Regions from separate parts of the Mus musculus genome. Here region 1 is linked to region 2. A link is a contact called in public Hi-C data. All regions are on one chromosome and are shown on one strand. Each heading gives the region's core, a stretch centred on a gene start, on an enhancer-like site or on the middle of the called end of the contact. The rest is flanking DNA. Distances are from core to core; before and after follow the strand shown. Region 1 overlaps Fbxo34 (F-box protein 34). Region 2 overlaps Dlgap5 (DLG associated protein 5).

Region 1 (4,682 bases), core at 1,066-3,565, 140 kb after region 2:
TAGATGAGTGCTTTGGCCCCTCTGTAAATAACGTGATTAAAATTCAGTATTGTATATTATGAACAGCTGACTAAACATAATCACCACAGAATAAGACAATATCATATAATAGATTAAAATGTTGTGCATCCTTTTGTCTGGTTAAAAATTTTTTAAAAAAACTTCAATAAAAAAATAAACGTTTTAAATGAGGTCTGGTCTTAAAATAAGATTTTACTAACTTTATGAATGTTCATGTAAATTCAGGCAGTGTTGGAGGAGACCAGCCAAGGGTGTTGGACCCCCTGAAGCTGTGCTGGGAAGTGATCTGTGTGTTGTGCAGAGCAACAAGTTCTCTACTGCTGAGCCATTACAGCCCAAAGATGGATTTCGTGCACGTGCGTGTGCTTGCTCTTGAGTGTGCGCACACTAAGGTGGCAGAGCCACCACTGTGGTGGTCAAGTGGCAGGCAGTTGTGAGCCGTGCTATGAACTGGACCAGATTCCTGCCTACGTCATCTGGTCCAGATCCTTATGCATTAAGTTCTTATGCATTAAGTTGTAATTAAAAACAACAACTTGAGCGGGCGTGGTGGCGCACGCCTTTAATCCCAGCACTGGGGAGGCAGAGGCAGGCGGATTTCTGAGTTCGAGGCCAGCCTGGTCTACAGAGTGAGTTCCAGGACAGCCAGGGCTACACAGAGAAACCCTGTCTCGAAAAACAACAACAAAAAACCAAACAAAAACAAACCTTTGATGTGTGTGGGTATTTTGCCTGCATTTATGTCTGCATCACATGGTTACCTGCACCAACAGAGGCCAGAAGAGGGCATCAGCTCCCCTGGGAGTCTGAGCAGGTTTGTAAGTCCTCATGTGGTTGCTGGGAATTAAGCCCGAGTCCTCTGAAGAACAGCAGTGCTCTTAACTGCAGTCACCTCTCCAGCTCCCTTCTTAGGGCCCTTCTGTTAAAGTCTTGTTTGTGTTCAAGCCATTTGTGGTGACTCATGTCTGTGATCCCAGAGCTCTGAGGACAAGGCAAAAGAATTGCTGAGTTTGAGGCATGCCTGGGCTACAAGAGGAGACATGTCAAATGCACCCCAAAACAGGGTTTAGAAGAAGGGAGGTTAACTTTTTATATTACAAAATCATCTTTCCTTAAATGTAAGTTTAAAATCTTATCGGCTTTTAACATTTTGAGTTTTGTGCAGTGCCTGCTGTATTCCCTATAAAGTACTATTAAAGAGTTCCCACAGCTGTCCACCAGTCACTTAGAAGCCACTGGGAGTCTTCAGGCTTGAAGACAGAAAGCTGGAGCTTTGAAAACAAAATCCAAAAACACAGAAAAAAACCCTGTTATCGGCCTAAGTTGCTGGCAGGGAGGATGGACGACAAATGTGGACGACTGATGGGGAAGGGCAGTGGTTGCCTTGGAGGAGGGTACACATTTGGCCAGGACCGGCAGGGAGCAGAGTGGAGGATGGTATTTAGGTAGAGCCAGCTTGGCCTATGTTAAGCAGAGGGTCATGAGGCCAGTGGCTTCCGAACTGGAATCTAGTTTGAATTTTTAAGATTGTGTGTCTGTATACTAGTGCGTGCATTTGTCCTTGTAAGCCAGAAGAAGGTGTCAGATTCCCTACTTCTGGAATTACAAGCAGTTATGAGTGTTGAATGCCAAACTTGGGTCTGTGGCTCTTAACTGCTGAGCCATATCTCTGGTTTGGGTTTTTCTTTTATCCTTCACAGTAACGGCTGAGAGCAGGCTGAGACTGCAGTGACCCCATGCCAGCGAGGCCACCCTGACAAGTGGACCATGCTATGCTAGCCTGGAGACGCAAACTTGGTCTGACACAACGCAAGAGGCTGAGAACAGCTCATCTTCAACACATCTGCTGTTGGCTTGTGCCAAGCTGGCAATCTGAATGTCCTCTAAGTTTGTTGTGACTCATAACTGGGATAAGGCGATAACACACAGGACAACCAAGGGTGTGACGTTCCTCATGCACTGTGTGTTCAACCTTTGCTGCCTGTGGCTCTCCCACGTGGGTACACAAGACAAACAACTCTGGGTTTTCATGAGTCAGCATTGCTGACCTGGTTATCACGTGCTCTGCAGCTGTGTGAGAAGCTGGGCTGACAACAGGGCATAGGATGCCCCCAGTGCACTTGGCCTTACCTCAGAAACAGACGGCCTGCATTAACTGTGGCAGGACAAGCTTCCCAGTGCTCAACAGAGGCTTGACACCAGCCCCCACCCCCAACCCCGCCCCACCCCACCCCCACGCTGAACTCAGACTACCAGAATGTAATGCTGCTTTTGAGACTCTGTGGCCCCCTAGTGTTGGATGTAGAAATAATCCACCCTTTGGTTTTTGGTTTTAAGAGCTTGTGTGTGTGGATGTCTGTATACCACATGCATGCAGTTCTGTGGAGGCCAAAGGGGCAGTATGTCCCCTAAAGTCAGAGTTACAGGCAGTTCTTAGCTGTCCTGTAGGTGCTGGAAACTGAACCCCAGCCCTGGAGGAGCAGCCAGTGCTAACCACTAACCATGCCAGAAGCCCCCAGGCGACCGGCCCACTCTCATGTCATGCCACGGTGTTCCCGTCCTGCATTGCCAAAGGTTCAAACCCCACCCCAGCCAAAGAAAACACCCACTCTGCTCTCACAGGAGGCGCTGCTCCACCTCAGTGTTTACCCCACCACTCATTGCAACTCCATCCTTCATAGAAACTGGGAACTGGGTCCCCATCCCATTCCTGAGATGATGGTTGGACTCTTGCTACCAGCTTGGAAAGGAACCAAGGGCATGTGCATTGTATATGACTTGTAATTCCAGCAGGGTCGCCTCTTTGAGGCATATAGTGAAAGCCTCTTAACAAAACCCCTAAATGTAACGTGCTTGCCGATGTGTCTGCTCACCCTATGCACTGATGGCCCCACTGCAACATCCACTGGGAACCAGTCCCACCCCTCTGCTGTGTTGGCCAGGCTCCTCCACGTGCCCCTTTGTATCTGTGTGTGGGGTTCCCTGGACTCCCGGGGTAGCTAGTTTGAGCACTTACCTTCAGTGCCTCACAGTATACACTCCATGACATGATTACATCCCATGTTTAATCAGCAATCCCTCTATAGTTAAGCCAAATCCCCAACCCTTTTCACTTTGTTTTAAAAAGTTGTCTCAAGTAGCCTAAGGTCATCTTTACATTTATGACCCTCCTGCCTCAGCCTTCTGAGTAGCTGGGATTACAAGCATGTACCACTAGACCTGGCTTGCTAGTATCAATTCAACATGTTGACTGTTGGCAGGTTTGGACAGTTCTGGCTCATTCCCTAATTGTCTATGAAGGATGAGAAACCTGAAGAGCACTTTGCCTCTGGACATAGCAGACCCCAGGAGACCAGGCTTGTATAGAGAAGTTCTTACAGGAGAACTACTGGCTACACAGCTGCTTGTTCTGGACCATGCTGCCAGTGGCTCCCAGCAGCAGGCCCTGGGCTTCCCTTAGGCTCTGTCTAGTCATCTCTGCAGTGTGGACTTTGAGCGCCTGTTAGCCTTTTGAGGCCATCTGGACAGTTTGTACAGAAATACTCCCAACCCTTTGCCACACCCTCAACTGCTGCTATTTCTTTGGCAGACTGGTTATTTGTCTTTCTTTATCCACAGACTGCATCATAGGTGCCATAAAGTCATTTGACACTAGACCCTTCTTCACACTGAATAGTGCCAATAATGAATCAATGCTATCAACTGCTCATCAGGTCCTGTAACCATATGTTGAACACACAGTGGGATGCTATCCTTTCCTCTGGGTTCATATAGGCTAGTGTTAGAATCTCAGAACTAGCGAAGTGCCGTGTGGGAAGTACACCATCCCTTCTGACATGCACATCACTCCTAACTTTATGGAAGTTCATGGCCATCGCTGATTTGCAAAGCCTCGTGGGAAGAGCAAACATTGTGGTTAGGCACCTTTGGGTGCCTCAGGTCCATTTGTGCCTAGCTGTTGAAGCAGAGCCTTAGTGGAGCAGTCTCCCACTCTAGGTCGCTGGCCTCGTTAGGAGTAGGGAACAGAGCCACTAGTTATCAGGTGGGAAGAGAAGTGGAATGGAGCAGAAACGGCATCCCTCGTAGGATAGAGGAAGCCCACTAAAAGCCAGTGAGGCCGACAACCTGCTATTCTGGTAAAGGTGCTTGCCTTGCAAATCAAGCAACCAAAGTTTGATCCTTGGAATCCACAGAAAGACCAACAGAAAATAAACTCCACAAAGTTGTCTTCTGATCTCTACATGTAGGTTATAGCATACATGCTCCCTCAAATAATTGTTCTAATAAGAACAATTTCTGTTAACTACTTTAAAAAAAGCAAAAAGCCGCCGGGCGTGGTGGCGCACGCCTTTGCTCCCAGCACTTAAGAGGCAGAGGCAGGCGGATTTCTGAGTTCGAGGCCAGTCTGGTCTACAAAGTGAGCTCCAGGACAGCCAGGGTTATACAGAGAAACCCTGTCTCGAAAAACCAAAAAAAAAAAAAAAAAAAAAAAAAATTATATATATATATAAAGCAAAAAGCCATGAAACCTTTTCCACCTTCTCAAGCAAGTGGTTCCTAACCTTCCTACCACTGGGATGATTTAATACACTTTGTGTTTGTAATGTAAATTTGTGTCTTACTCGACCCGGTGAAAGGGTCATTCGACTGCCCCCACCCCC
Region 2 (4,632 bases), core at 1,941-4,440:
GTTCCACCTGCAATGTTGAATCTCAGCTAGATCCAGAGCCACATAACCAGAACAGGCCAGGGTGAGGCCAAGTCCTGAAGCAAAGCGGCTCAGTAATTGTGTAGGCAGCTTTGCTGTGCTCTGTGTGACAGGTTGGCTTCTCAATGTTCCTGCCTCAGCTTCCTAAGTGCTGGAACTACAAATGAGCTACCATGCCAGCAAGTTGGCTACGTTTACTTGATAGCATCATTAAATATATTCTAATCATAAATGTAAGTAGACACTAGATCTGAGTATGTGTGTGCCCACAAACACAGAGGCAGAACAAATATAAATGAAGATGTGATTGAAAAGAAGAACACAGTACAGGGCTGGCAGAGTGCTTGCCCAGAATGTGAAGGCTCTGTGTTCAATCCCAGGACCACCAAAAACCAAAACCATGAAGATGACACAAACAAACCCACTTAATTTGTATGTTAATAAAAAACAAATTGAGACAATGCATCTGTCATAATCTCTCCTAGGTAAAGGAGCTGCCACCAAGCCTGATCTGAGCTCAGCCCTGGAACTCACTCGAATGTTAGGAGGAGAGAACTGATTGCTGAAAGCCGCCCTCTGGCTTCCACACACGCCACAGCACCCATGCGTGAATCTACACATTCAAAGTAACTAAACAGAATGAAATTTTACTTCTTCACGTTTGTTTTAAAAATATTCTCTTCCAGAGAGATGAGTTTTTGCTTTTACAGAGGACGAGAGTTTGGTTCCCATATTGGTCAACTTACAATTGCTTGTAAGTCAGGCTCCAGGAAATCTGAAGTCCTCCTCTGCCCCTGCATGGACCCACACACGTGTAGCGCACACACATAAATAAAAGTGAATCTTAAACATCAACTTATTGTAAAGTTGGTTTTGTTTTTTTTTTTTCTTTTCCCAGTCAGGGTCTCTCTGTGTAGCCCAGGCTGTCCTGGAACTCACTTTGTAGACCAGGCTGGCCTCGAACTCAGAGATTCACCTGCTTTTGTCTTCCAGGTACTGGGATTAAAGTTATGCACCACCACTGCCTGGTTCAAAGTTGTTTTAAGATGCCTTCTGGTAAACGTTTGCAAATGAACATTAAAAAAGCTGTGTGTGTGTGTGTGTGTGTGTGAAGGCCACAGGCTTGCAAAACAAGTGACCCACTGAGCTATCTTGCTGGCCCCAGTAACAATATGACTCAACTGCTATTACAGGTCTTCTTAATATAGATAATAAACTATAAATTATATAAAGTCTAATAATAAATTATACAAAGTATGATAATAAATTGATATCTTACAAAACAGATTTTTATAATACCAAAAGCATTTTTGAGGCCCTAAAGGATGAAAATGCTTTTGGCATATATCAAAAGTTTAAAAAGACATTATAGTGCTGGGATTAAAGGCGTGCGCCACCATTGCCCGGCTAACATTTTTCAAACTTCAGGTTAATAACAAGTCCAACATCTTCTCCAGACATCAGATTACAATTTCCTACTTGTTTAAGGTTCCTCTTCCCCCTCAGATGAGCTGCACACTTATCTATGAGCCACCGGAAGGACAGCTTAGGTTATGCTGATGCAATTGTGTAGAGAATGGATCAGTTTGAGCAACTACAAGCTAAACTTCATTAAGATACCACTTAAGTTTCTCTCCCCGTCCCTGGCAGGGCTACTCTAAGGGTTGGCTAGCTAATGACCTAAAGCGATGTCTAGGTTGTCTGCACACACTGGGCACTTTCTCTCACCAGAGGATACCACACTGCTTCTCTCCCTTGTACTGCACGGTACACTTCTGCCAATTGCATCAGGACCACTTACCAACTTCAGTCCTGGTGCTTTAAGACAGGCAGTGTTGCTAAAGCTGGCTCCAAACTGCTGGCGAAATAATCCTTCCACCTCAGCCCCTGAGTGGCTATGATTACCAACACTAGAGTTGGTTCCAACCTGAAATCTGAAGTCTGTTTCCTTAGAAAAGAGGAAGCCTTGCCCACATGTTACAGGGTTACATGTGAAGTTTAATTAGAAACATACGGCTGATATATATACTTTACCAGCTTAACCATATGGAACGATAGCTCACGTCAATACCACTAAACTCACAGTACACATGAAAGAGATACCTGCTTTCAAGACCATCTGAAAACGTCCGATCAACATGCTCGCTCTTGCTGCTCTGAGGGTCCGGCTTCTTCAGTGGCATCTTCTGTCTCAGAAGGTCCCCTGCAGCCCTGCCCTCAGGCACAACTTTGCTGGCAGACAGAGGTGTTCCAAATCTTTGAGAACGACGTTCAGAAGACAGGACTGGAAATAAGAAGAACAAGCCCCATAGCAAGTCTTTCCGGCCAGTCTCTGTTCAGAGAGGAGGCACAGAGCCTGCTCTTGTCAACATCTGTTACTGTCCAGTACCAGGGGCTTTGTGGGACAAGAGGATCGTCACGTTAGCCCGTGCTTAGCTTTCATATGCCATGCCTATGATGCAAAAGGCTGCCGAGAGGCTCAGTTGTTAAGGACACTGGCTGTTCTCCCGGAGGAGCCAGGTTTGGTTCCCAGCACCTAGTGATATTTCACGACAGCTCTAACTCCAGGTCCCGGGGATCTGATATTCTCCTCTGACTTCCACAGGCATCAGGCACACACGTGGTGTGGACAAAGTGTAGGTAAAGGTACATAAAATCAAACTAAAACTTAGAAAGAAAGACGAAGAGGTGCACCTCTACAGGAAGAATGTTTTAGAAGGTATAATGTAAATTAGCAAGTGGGCTATCCCTAGCTAACGCAGGCAACAAGTGCTTGGGTCAAGAGCGTTGACTCAGAGGAGTGGCGGCGCACACCTTTATCTCAGCACTTAGGAAGAGGTAAGAGATCTCTGTGAGTTTGACGCCAGCCTGGTCTATATAGTGACCAGCAAGGGCCACACAGAGAAACCCCGAGTCAAAAGAGAGTCTTTCCTGGTAAGTTGAGACATCAGCTGTATCCTGCTGTAGATGGTTACCAAACACCGCTGAAACATAGGCTAGTCATGGGAACAGGGGAACAAGAAAGCATTACAGATAAACTGCTGAGATACTCGGCTTCCTCCAACATGGCACTTGAGCAGCTGCTGCCAGAACCACAGTCCTAGCAGGAGGTAAGAGAATGACCTCACGTGGGTAGCGTACAGGAGACTGTTGAATACAGGGATGCGCAGTGGGGGCTGGTGGCACAAGCCCGACACCACATCCTCTCCAGAGGCTCAGACAGCAAGCTACAGGCCTGTGTGAGTCCAAGGACAGCCTGGGAAACTTAGCCAAGCCTTGTCTAAAAAGAGAGGATTTCAGAAAAGGAGGCTATGTCTGGAGGGACAAGTGCTTGCTAACCATATGTCAAGCTGAGTTTGCCCCCAAGGATCTCAAACACAGCAGCACAGATGACTCCCTCAACCCCCGTGCAGAAGGGCATGGCTGAGGGAAGTGTGATGGCTCAGGTCTGCTTCCTCTGCATTGTACCCCTAGCCCAGCTTGTCTCGGAACCTCACAGACAGACTGGCACTGCATGGCAGAGACAGCTATGGCATCACTTGGAGAACAGGCACAAGCCCGCACTCGTCTCAATATTTGATGTGCACGCAGGCTTGCCAGCACAGAACCCACTTCTAGCCATCAGCGTGTGGGCTCTTTCATGGGAAAGTCACTCTCCACCATTCACTCCAGCCCCCAGTTGGCCCAAACACCGCTCTTCAGTCTCAGCAAAGCTACAAACCTGAGAATGACTTCACTGGGCTCTCGATTCTGAAAAACCCAGCATCAAACACTATTTTGTCAACTTCCTTTGTGTTCTCCGGAGCTGCTGCGTGGGCCTGCACTTCCTGCTGTGGCCTGCCTTTCATTGCATTCTTTATGGCTGCAAGGCGACTCCTAGCTGCCGCTCGTCCGTCGTCATCCTGCTTTGCTTTGCTTGTTCTACCGGGCACAATTTTTTTCTGCAAGGAGAAATAGTAATTAAAGGTATGTTCATTACCACCTTCTCCTGTTCCTGTGGTACTGAGGACTGACCCCAGAGCCCTCCCTGTGCATACCAGGAAATCGTTCTTCCACTGAAGTTAAGTCCGTAGCCCTTTTAACTTTTATTCTGAGACAGGGTCTCACTATGTTGTCCCCCATGGCTTGAATGCACACCTGTTTCAGCTCAGGACCAGCTGATATTAAGGGGACATCATCCCACCGACTGAGCACCACCTTGTGGCGTCTGATGGTGTGGATGAAAACGACCCCCATAGGCTCATGCGTGGGAATGGCTGGTCCCCAGTCAGAACTGTTAAGGCAGAATTAGAGGTGGCCCTGCTGAAGTAGGTATGCCCTTGTTGGAGGAGGTGGGGATGGGGGCTGGTGGATGAGGTTTCATAAAGTTCTCTCCAAACAACCAAACAATGTAGAAGGAGAGACATCTGGTGGTCACAGGCAGAATTACAATTCTTATATGATAGAGACACTGATAAATTACTTTGAGAGCTAAACACACAATTAAGAAATACCCACAGTATGTCAGGAGCAAGTCTGTAATCCCAGCATCCTGGAAGCTGAGGCAGGAGGATTCTGCTAAGCCTGTCCCTGCGCCCCCAGCATAGCTGTAGCCATTTTGTTCCATGCCCACCA

Evidence for each region. Hi-C and Micro-C count contacts between places; a contact is called where the count stands out from the background.
Region 1: a contact with region 2 is called in a Hi-C map of neural progenitor cells, with 2.4 times the contacts expected there. The contact joins two enhancer-like sites. A contact is called at or near these places in 26 of 484 Hi-C or Micro-C datasets (the C2C12 cell line, the C3H10T1/2 cell line, the HPC-7 cell line and 17 more), 3 of 115 datasets of contacts at active chromatin or transcription factors (bone marrow-derived macrophages, extraembryonic endoderm stem cells and memory CD8 T cells) and 3 of 9 other capture datasets (adipose tissue, liver and pancreatic islet).

Annotation. Positions count from the first base shown.
Region 1 is chr14:47,531,771-47,536,452 of GRCm38.p6, forward strand. Fbxo34 (F-box protein 34) reads left to right here. Exons shown (of 3, transcript NM_001146086.1): 3 at 1-192. Among named protein-coding and RNA genes, the nearest start is that of Gm35166, 26 kb to the left of the region's middle. Within about 2 kb of position 2,316, at least 209 of the 459 cell types and tissues checked have an H3K27ac peak or open chromatin away from gene starts, as enhancers often do. A contact at or near this core is called in adipose tissue, cerebral cortex, memory CD8 T cells and 1 more, where this site is marked.
Region 2 is chr14:47,392,016-47,396,647 of GRCm38.p6, forward strand. It overlaps Dlgap5 (DLG associated protein 5), which reads right to left. Exons shown (of 19, transcript NM_144553.2): 14 at 3,740-3,959; 15 at 2,122-2,302. Among named protein-coding and RNA genes, the nearest start is that of Lgals3, 20 kb to the left of the region's middle. Within about 2 kb of position 3,191, at least 74 of the 459 cell types and tissues checked have an H3K27ac peak or open chromatin away from gene starts, as enhancers often do. A contact at or near this core is called in adipose tissue, cerebral cortex, memory CD8 T cells and 1 more, where this site is marked.